Linked DNA regions of Mus musculus: region 1 is linked to region 2. A link is a contact called in public promoter capture Hi-C data. All regions are on one chromosome and are shown on one strand. The core of a region is the stretch at or near the end of the contact, and the rest is flanking DNA. Distances in the headings are between cores, read along the strand shown. Region 1 holds the start of Enpp2 (ectonucleotide pyrophosphatase/phosphodiesterase 2). Region 2 holds the start of Ccn3 (cellular communication network factor 3).

Evidence for each region. Promoter capture Hi-C pulls out the DNA fragments that hold promoters and counts their contacts.
Region 1: a promoter capture Hi-C map of embryonic stem cells shows a contact between it and region 2. The contact joins the promoter of Enpp2 here to the promoter of Ccn3 in region 2. A contact is called at or near these places in 1 of 39 promoter capture datasets (embryonic stem cells), 1 of 115 datasets of contacts at active chromatin or transcription factors (embryonic stem cells) and 1 of 9 other capture datasets (liver).

Annotation. Positions count from the first base shown.
Region 1 is chr15:54,918,591-54,923,457 of GRCm38.p6, forward strand. It overlaps Enpp2 (ectonucleotide pyrophosphatase/phosphodiesterase 2), which reads right to left and starts at 1,556. Exons shown (of 25, transcript NM_015744.4): 1 at 1,339-1,556; 2 at 1,009-1,108. The coding sequence starts at 1,371.
Region 2 is chr15:54,743,123-54,747,509 of GRCm38.p6, forward strand. Ccn3 (cellular communication network factor 3) reads left to right here and starts at 2,788. Exons shown (of 5, transcript NM_010930.5): 1 at 2,788-2,915; 2 at 3,050-3,275. The coding sequence starts at 2,850.

The DNA of each region.
Region 1 (4,867 bases), core at 306-2,805, 170 kb after region 2:
GGTCAAAAAGAAGGCTTTGAAGACAGTGTTTGCCTCCAATAAAAACAGCCTTCTCTTCTGGCCCAGCAATCCCTCTCCTCTCTCCCCAAAGAAACACAATGCAGTTTTGTCCCTCAGGCTCCCCGGGGCCACAGTTTTTTAAGATCTGTTTTCACATTCTTTCTCCAAAACACACTGCAGCTCCTTCACCCTCATCACCTACTGTACCTTCAACCTTCTTCTCAAGCCTAAGTCAGATAACTTGCCATGTGGAAGATTCAGTATTCCACTATGCCTCATTTAATAATACACATTTATGGTGGTATAAAGGCAGGTGGTGTTTCATAGAGTGCCAATCAAGAAACACAGAGAAACACCAAATTCCCGGGGAGACAGAAGACATACTGTGATGTCAGAGAAAGGGAAGAAAATATTGCCCCCTAGAGTACCTGTCATTTCGAATGCAATTTTTAATTCTGAAACCATCAGCAGCTCCAATTTCCAGGAAATTAACCAAGCCATTGCTTAAGACCAGGTCAGCTAGGCCCCCTCAGCCTGCACAAACGTTCCTTTATGAAGCCCCACTCCGCTGGGTACAGCCCACTGCAAAGGAGCCCCATTCACTCCAGCTGTGTTAGTTAAGTCAGCTCCGAAAACTCACCTTGCCTTCTTCCAGAAGGAAACACAGCGATCACAGATCTCCTCTCTAAACTCACCTTGAGGGTTCCCCTAGTCTCAGTAAATCTTAGTCCCAAAGTTATAAATAAATTTCTAGTTTCACTTTTAAAAAAAAAAGTTTATTGCCTTTTTTAACTTCCTTTTTTCTCATTCCTAGGATAGAACTTTCTGATAGCAAATAATGTACTTTACACAACACAGCCGTCTCAACCCTCTGTACCACCACGTGGAACCTGTCAGCCCCATCCTTCTCCAACATTAAAGCGATAACCTATTCTCACCTTGGGCTAAATGTATCGCCCTGCACAGTACTGTTAAAGAAACAAAACTGCTAATAACGGATACTCTTACCTGTGGGAGGTCCTTCATCCCATTCGGCCCTCTTAATTCGACTTGCTGTGAATCCTAAGCAGAGATTGACGCCGATGGCAAAAGTGAACAAGGATATTACCTAAGGGGATAAGGAGATCAAGTTGTCAAACACAACTAGATTAGATGCATTCAAAGTGCATGGAAGCAGTTCAGATGACCCTAACAACCCGAATCCTGCCAATTCGGAAAGGCATTCTCAGATGATGTCTGAATTTGAACAAGGAAAAAGAAAAAAGAAAAAAAATCGAATTCAAATGGTAGTGATCGGAGAGATTCGGCACCTCGCTAGTCACCGTACCATCCTCCTACCTGGTATGACCCGAAACAGCCTTGTCTTGCCATGCCGAGGGATTCTTGGAAAACCTCTGCAGGGTGTTCTCTGCTTGCCCTGAATGCTCTGCTTTCGGGGCTCTGCGTTCAGGCTGTTAACTCCAAGCAATCCCACCTGGGAAGTTGACAGGCGCATCTGATTCGTGCAGAGCTCGATTTCATCACAGTTGGTTCACAAATTGCAACTCTGAGCAGAAGAGGCTTAAGGCAACATCCTTCTTGGCCCCACCCCCCGACCGGCCCCTCCCCTTGAACAGACACTTTCATGTGGTATCCTTTGGCAACCGGAGGACTTCTTGTGTAGCTGTGGCCAATAACAGTGCATGTTCGATTTTTTTTTTCTTCCCTCTCAAATACATGGTTTGTCAAAAGAGAAACCAAATGTACTTTATCCGATAAAAATGAATCAGAGCTGCCCAGAATTTCCCATCAGCTCGAAGCGTTTACTATGTAGTTATTTGATGCCCTCAACCCCCCAACTTCAGGGTTTTTTTTTTAAACAAGGGGGGGGGGTACAATTTATAAACCAAACAAATCTCTGTCTTTACCATTTGTTTATTTTTCTGGCAGTTGGAATGACCCTGTATCTATATAAATACATTGTCAGCTACTTCTGATTCCTTGGGAGCTTCACACAATGGGAGCTTCCAAAATTGCAACTCACACGAGAGATAACATTATTTTCCCTTCATGTTGTTAAATTTTACACTAGTAACTTTTATCAAAATACTGGGGCTGCCAGCTTAAGCTGCATAAAGCCCTTCTGAGTATGAGAAACAGACAATATCATTCCAGTCTCTACCCATTCCTGACAAAAGTCAGCTTGTCTGTGGAGTGGGGGTGGGGTAGGACGCAGGCATAAAGGACAGTAGGGGAGGGAGCTTCATTAGCCTTGAATTTAGCTTGAAAGTGGCAATGGCTGCAAGAATTCCTGTCAAATGCGCATCTCCTTTGAAGAGACTGTCCCGGGAGGCTCTTGTGTGTGTTGAAGCTTCTATCCTAAGCAATTTTGCAACTTGGCAACCACACCAAATTTAGAAGCCTCTAAATCGGAAAGTCGTTTCCATATTATATGCCTTTAGGATTCAAATGAGGGGAGGCTTGTTTTTGGCTTTCCCCTACCGGGCCCCTTGACGATCATTCTTGCAGAGCACATATGTGCATACGTAAACAAACAGGAACCTTCCAGGCAGCAACTGCTTAAAGGAAGCCCCCGTGGCTCTGCTCGCATAAAACCCGATAGCACAAAAGCCAAGAGCTTGTTTACGTGGATCGCAGAGTAAGCCTGGGTTTCATTAGAAACTCTAGAATTTAGTAAACAGCTCATTGAAAAGAAGAAGAGACACTGCCAGACACTCAGTGGCTCTTCTAGGATCCTCTTAGCTTTGGACTCTCGCAGAGCGGGCAGGCTATGAATTTATCTACAAGCCTCTTGCTTTAGTCTGTATGCCAAGCTAAACTGATCTGGAGTTCATTATTTAGCAAGGCTTCTAAAAGATGTTAACCCCATGTAAGGTTTTTCTACTATATATTCCATCTCGAGATGCAAATCTGCTGTTCTCAGGGAAATCTGTAAACCAAAAGGAAATCATTGGGTCTGCACTGTTATTTCAGTGTACCCTGCATGCTACAGAGGATCTGAAAACAAATGGCCTCCTTTTCTCTCCAGCCTCCCCAGCCTGTAGGTCCCAGAAACTTGAGACTTTCTCTGACATAGAAACCCATCTCTAAGAAAACCTAGGCTCTCCTTGGAAGGAAAAAAAAATACAGCTCAGAAACTGAAGATCATTTTGTATTTTGTTGTTTTATTTTTATGGAAAGCAAACTAGCTGTGCAGGAGAGAGGGGGCCACAAAGCGTGAGAGCAAGTTGGTCACGTATATCATGATCTGTACAGCACTGGATTACCCATTGATCGAAAAGGATCAAGATGAGCCACTGTTTCTGTGAGCCATTCTGCCAAAGAATTGTATTTTCACCCAGATCACTGTGCATCAGGGACTGGACAAAGCATGCACACATGAGCATGCACACACCTACATACACGTGCATATATACAAATATACACATGCACACACATACACATGTACATACACATACATGTGTACACATAAACATGCACATACACATATAAGAATATACACAGGTGTCTAAATGCATACACACCATCTAGCTATAGTTAAGCAAATTGTGTGTGTGTGTGTTTTATATGTGCATATGTATATGAAGGTATATGTGCTTTCCATGTGTGGAAGCCACAGAAGGGCTTTGAGTGTCCTTCCTTATTACTCTGTCCCTTATTCTGTTGAAATAGGGAGTCTCACTGAAGCCCGAGCCAGGCTAGCAGCCAGAAGTCCTCAGCAATTCTCATGTCTCCACCCCCAACAGGGCTGCTGGGCAAGACAGAAAGCAAGCAGATTTTTACTACAAGGTAATCATTATAGATTAGGCAGTCAGGAGGATAGCCTTATCTTGGCATCGAATCAACTGTAAAACACAATTAACTCTCATTATCTCAAATAAAGAAAACTCTGAGCCTGGTAATGTAGACAATAGGTCAAAAAAAATCCACCTAAAATACTAGACTACAGTACAAAATATTTCAAAAGAAATAAAGCTCACCTGTTATTGTGTTTAAGGTTTTGACACACATCGCTGGCTGGCTCAATACAGCAAAAAGAATATAGGGGCGAAAAAAAGCTGTAAACGTCCAGTGTGGCTTATGAACCCAGCATATTTCAGAGAACACTGCCCTCTGGCAGAGAAAACCCTAACCCTGTAAATACCTGGTAAGCAACTTGGCCTCAAGAACACTCTAGTCTCCAACGTTATGGCCCATAAGGATCCCCCTGAGGAGCAGGTATTAAAATGTGATATGTATGCCTTGTCCCGAGATTCTACTCCACTGGTTCTAAGGGGTAAGAGAAGAAAGGAGACTTTAGGGGACAGACAAGAAGGACACAATGGTTTGTTCTGATACAAGCCATGCAAGGACCACATTTAGGAAAACATAAGAATAAACGACAGTGACTTGATTGTCAGTGCCTCACATGTCGAACGGCTGGACCTAATTCATAATCTAATTTTAATCTATTACTAATAGTGTTCACTGGACTTTAACTTTCCATCTCTCAATGACAAGCTGGGGCGCTCCAGCAGGGGAGTATTCTGGATGCTGGGAACTTCAGAGCAGTGACTTATTTACTTTGCTGTTTATACAAAGCAGCAGTGTGTTGCTTGATTGCGATACAGCAGTTGCATTTACAGAAATGCACAGTCTATCTTTTCATGAAAGGGTTCTATGGCTCCTTGTTCTCAAGCCCTGACCAAGATAAGAAGGTTTGGGGTGACCCCGTGAGGTTTGAAAGCTGTGTGACTGACACTTGTCATTCTCACTGCCAATTCTGAAACTGTCTGGAACTCACTAAAACTTTGTCCATGTCCTGTTTGTTTCTCATTATGCTGAACTGCCTTGAGTTGGCTTCGTATCGCTCCAACTGTAACTACAA
Region 2 (4,387 bases), core at 1,538-4,037:
TGTTCCTTTTTCACCAATATTAAGAAAATTTAGAGTTAACAAAGCATTATTTAGGCTGCCCCTGGGATTTTCTACTCTTCCTTTTTGTTTAATAAGCATCTCTTTTAAGATATGCATGGCTCTTCCTATAATTGCTTATCTTGTGGGATTGTGTGGTGTACCAGTAATATGTTTTATATTGTAATATGCAAAAAATTGCTGTATCTTATTGGATACATATGCAGGAGCATTATCAGCCTTAATTTGTGCATAATGCCCTATTAAAACCCTCCTTTAGGCAAAGCTTAGTCAAGTTTAGTTTCTAGAATTCACCAGCAGGAGTCTTTAAAACAGTGAAATGAATTATCTATCCTGTCTATCCTGTATGAAAGACACACAATCCAGGCATTTTATTTACAAGCTATAAATCTAGATTGGGCAGATTTGGGAGCTTTTCAAACTTATATCCTGCCCGTATGACTCTTGTTACTTGCAGTTTTCTTCTAGCCAGATGCTCATGGTCCATGTCCTGTCATGGTGGCTTCCTCCTCTCTTGGTTTCCTTTCTTCTCTCCCAGTCTCTCTACCTGTGATCCCCAGCCAGGTAACTGAAAACCCACCTATTTTATCAACTATCCAATCAAGAGCTTTAGCCTTTTACTGACCAATTAACTTAGGGAACAAGGTTACATAGCATCACTTGGTATACAGGAGGATTTGTTCACTGGGGTAACCAAATCTCAGGAGCCAGTATTCAGCATTTGAATACATAACAGCACCAGATTAGCCATAACATAGAAGTGTGTCTGCCATTTCCTTGTCCTTAAATTACACCTTTCTTCCCTTCCTCACCCTTTCCCAGACTGAAGCCCAAACTCAGTGCTGTGCCCAATTCCTTTGCCCAAAGTTAGCTTCCATTTAATCAGGCACTAAAATTCAACATCCCAAGAGCCACCCTGGAGAGGGTCAAGAATCAGCGATTTTGGGAGACGTGCGCTCTCATTGTCTCGGATGTGCAGCTGGATGGAAGCATGGCAGAGCCAGGTGATACATGAGCCCCACTAACCTGATGGACGCCTCCAATCAGATGTGCAAATTAGCTCCCCTACCTCTGCCTAAACTTTGCATGCTTCTCATCCAGAGTGTGCCAAACAAAAGCAGAATTGTCACCATTGTGGGAATGCATCTGAGCAGTTCTGAGCTCTAAAAGAATAGCCATAAAGGAGGTAGAAGTGACTGTGCCATCTTGGAGTATTAGAGGGACAGCCCGGGCTCCCTATGCACTCTGCCATTGGTTTCCCTCCTGCTGAAGGTCAGTAATGCAAGGGCAATTTGTTTCTTTGTAAAGTCTAGAGCTATACAAGCCTGTATAATCTTGCTCACCAAGTGTTTTGTTTGTTTGGTTGGTTGGTTGGTTGGTTGGTTGGTTGGTTGATTTGGTTTGGTTTGGTGATTTGAAGTAGCTATCCTCAAGAGGGCTGCGTGCGCATAGTCCCTCCCCACCAAGGGGCATAATACTGAAGTCAAGGCGAAAACATGTTTTAAATCTGTTGGTCACTTTTTTGGTTTTGTTTTGTTTTGTTTTGTTTTGTTTTGTTTTTTTAAGACAGGGTTTCTCTGTATAGCCCTGGCTGTCCTGGAACTCACTTTGTAGACCAGGCTAGCCTCGAACTCAGAAATCCATGTGTCTCTGCCTCCCAAGTGCTGTGATTAAAGGTGTGCGCCACTGCCTGCTGGTCATTTTTGAAGGGGTCAAACTTGCTCTCTATTTCTTCTGACAGAAGGGAAGCATACCTCAGCACATCACCTTTTTCTTTTGCAAATGAATGCCAGCTGGAGAGTCAAGTCAAGCAGGAAGCATCCTCTCTCAGGCTCCTGCTCCATTCATGGGGCACTGAGTGCAAGCCAGTGAGGCAGTTAGAAGCAGTTTTACATCTGATGTCATATGGCAGATGCTTCAAGACTTTTCCTCTACTAGAAAACGTCTCCCTGCTCCCGTTTTTATTTGTGTTCCATTGTTTCATGTTTATTTCTACTGAGCATGTAGAACTTGGGTTTTAAGACTTTGCAAATCTTGGCGTGATTACAATCAGAAGAATTTGGCCATTTGGCCAATAGCAGCCCCCAACTCTGATGAAGTGACTCTTTTCTGTTATTTCATTTCCCTCGTGTGTGTGTGTGTGTGTGTGTGTGTGTGTGTGTGTGTCGTGTCGTGTCCTTTCCTCCTACCCACCCCCTCAAAATATTTCAAAGAGTCCCCCAATAAAGGGTGACAAACTTGCATGTGCTTCCCTTATGACTAAACTTCTGGGCCTCTGGCCAATCCCTGCCCAGCTCATATGGCTCCAAACTTTAAGCATCCCGATCAAGAGCTCCACATTTGTAGCTCTGGTTGGAACTGTGAGGGCGGAGGGTGCTAGGAAGTAGCGGTGTCAGGGGGAAGGTGAAGCAACCACCCAGAGGAAGAGGGTGTTTCCTTCTCACGAGCTGTAGCTGGCTCGGGGTCTTGGCCTCCGGGCTCCACCCAGTCCCTCCCTGTGCTCAGGGAAAAGCCAGTCCACTCACTCACACACACACACACACACACACACACACACACACACACACACACACACAGAGGCATACTCAGGCCGGGCGCCACGCCCTAAGGAGAGCTGCCTTGGGGCCCATCACCAAGGCAACCGCGGAGCTCCTTCTATTTCCCCACCCAGCTGATTCCCCCCACCCCACCCCCTCCTCCCAGTGCAGCCAACCGGTTTTGCGTCCCTGGAGCGCACTATAAAACCTGCACGGGTGGCGCTCGCCGCTCAGCCAGACCTGGGTGAAGGGGCAGTCCCATCTCCAGCCTGTAACAGCCCTAGCAGGCAGAACATGAGCCTCTTCCTGCGAAAGCGATGCCTCTGCCTAGGCTTCCTGCTCTTCCATCTCTTAAGTCAAGTAAGTGGCGCACGCTTAAGATGCCCCCGATTACTTGGACCTCCTGGACTGCCTCTGGTCCGTCCCGGGCTCACCCTGCCTTGGTTCGCCCCTGATAACCTGAGTTCGTTTTCTTGTCTCGTCGATCTTCCTAGGTCTCTGCATCTCTGCGCTGCCCTTCTCGGTGCCCACCCAAGTGCCCCAGTATATCACCGACCTGCGCCCCCGGGGTGCGCTCGGTGCTGGACGGCTGCTCCTGCTGTCCGGTGTGCGCCCGCCAGCGCGGGGAGAGTTGTTCTGAGATGAGACCCTGTGACCAGAGCAGTGGTCTCTACTGTGACCGCAGCGCAGACCCCAACAACCAGACTGGCATTTGCATGGGTAATCCTACCTCCATTCCCACCCTGCTGTCCCCTTCTTGGCCTGACCTCTCCTCTGGCAGCTAGGTGAAACTTGGCCCTCTTTTTTTACTTTCCCAGAGAACTAAGCAAAAACATTTGTAGCAATAGTGCAGTACAGTAATTGACATGTGTGGAGAGCTTTCAATGTACCGGGTATCAGGCTGAGAGGAAACATGCACCGTGCAGGTAGGTCACTTGCCGCCTAGAGAAGGGATGAAAACAGAGTTAAGGGCCAGAGTTTGGCCAGCTCCAGGGGAACACTTGGGGTGATGGAAGTATGAGCTTACCCCCAGGTCTATAGTCCCCCTCTGCCTCCACCCCCCACCCGCAGCAGCCCAGAGAGTTTGCTTTCACACCTGTAATTGTCCTAATTGGAGCCAAAGCAACTCCTTCTCCTGGGAGGACTATGACACTCCAATCTGAGCTACAGTAAAATAAAATGCAGGCAACTCACCAACCGAGACTTATGGGAAGTAATCAATGGGAGATCAATTTCCCATCAGGTACTGTAATTAGGGTCATACCTACCACCCTTGGTAAGAGTCTGAAGCGCTCTCTGTCTCTCTCTCTCTCTCTGTCTCTCTCTCTGTCTCTCTCTCTCTCTGTCTCTCTCTCTGTCTCTCTCTCTCTCTCTGTCTCTCTCTGTCTCTCTCTGTCTCTCTCTCTGTCTCTCTCTGTCTCTCTCTCTCTCTCTCTGTCTCTCTCTCTCTGTCTCTCTCTCTCTGTCTCTCTCTCTCTCTCTCTCTCTCTCTCTCTCTCTCTCTCTCTCTCTCTCCCTCCCTCCCTTTCAGCTAGTGGTGACATACTGTGCTTCAATATCAAGAAAACTTAATGCCTTTCCCAATCTGACCAGTGAACCTATTTGGTTGTAAATCCTAAACTACTACAGAAGATGACTCTTTGGAGACCATCTCTTCTTTAGAGAATAGGGTCTCTGGAGCATGACTTCAGCATCTATTCTGGTCTTTGTTCTGTGTTTCTGTCTTAGAAATGAAATCATTTCGGGGTAGGTACTTTTGAAAGGAAGTAGAGATGTGTCAGAAGCCATCAATTAACCAGAATATGTGTATTGCCATGTGCAGAGTCTGCAGT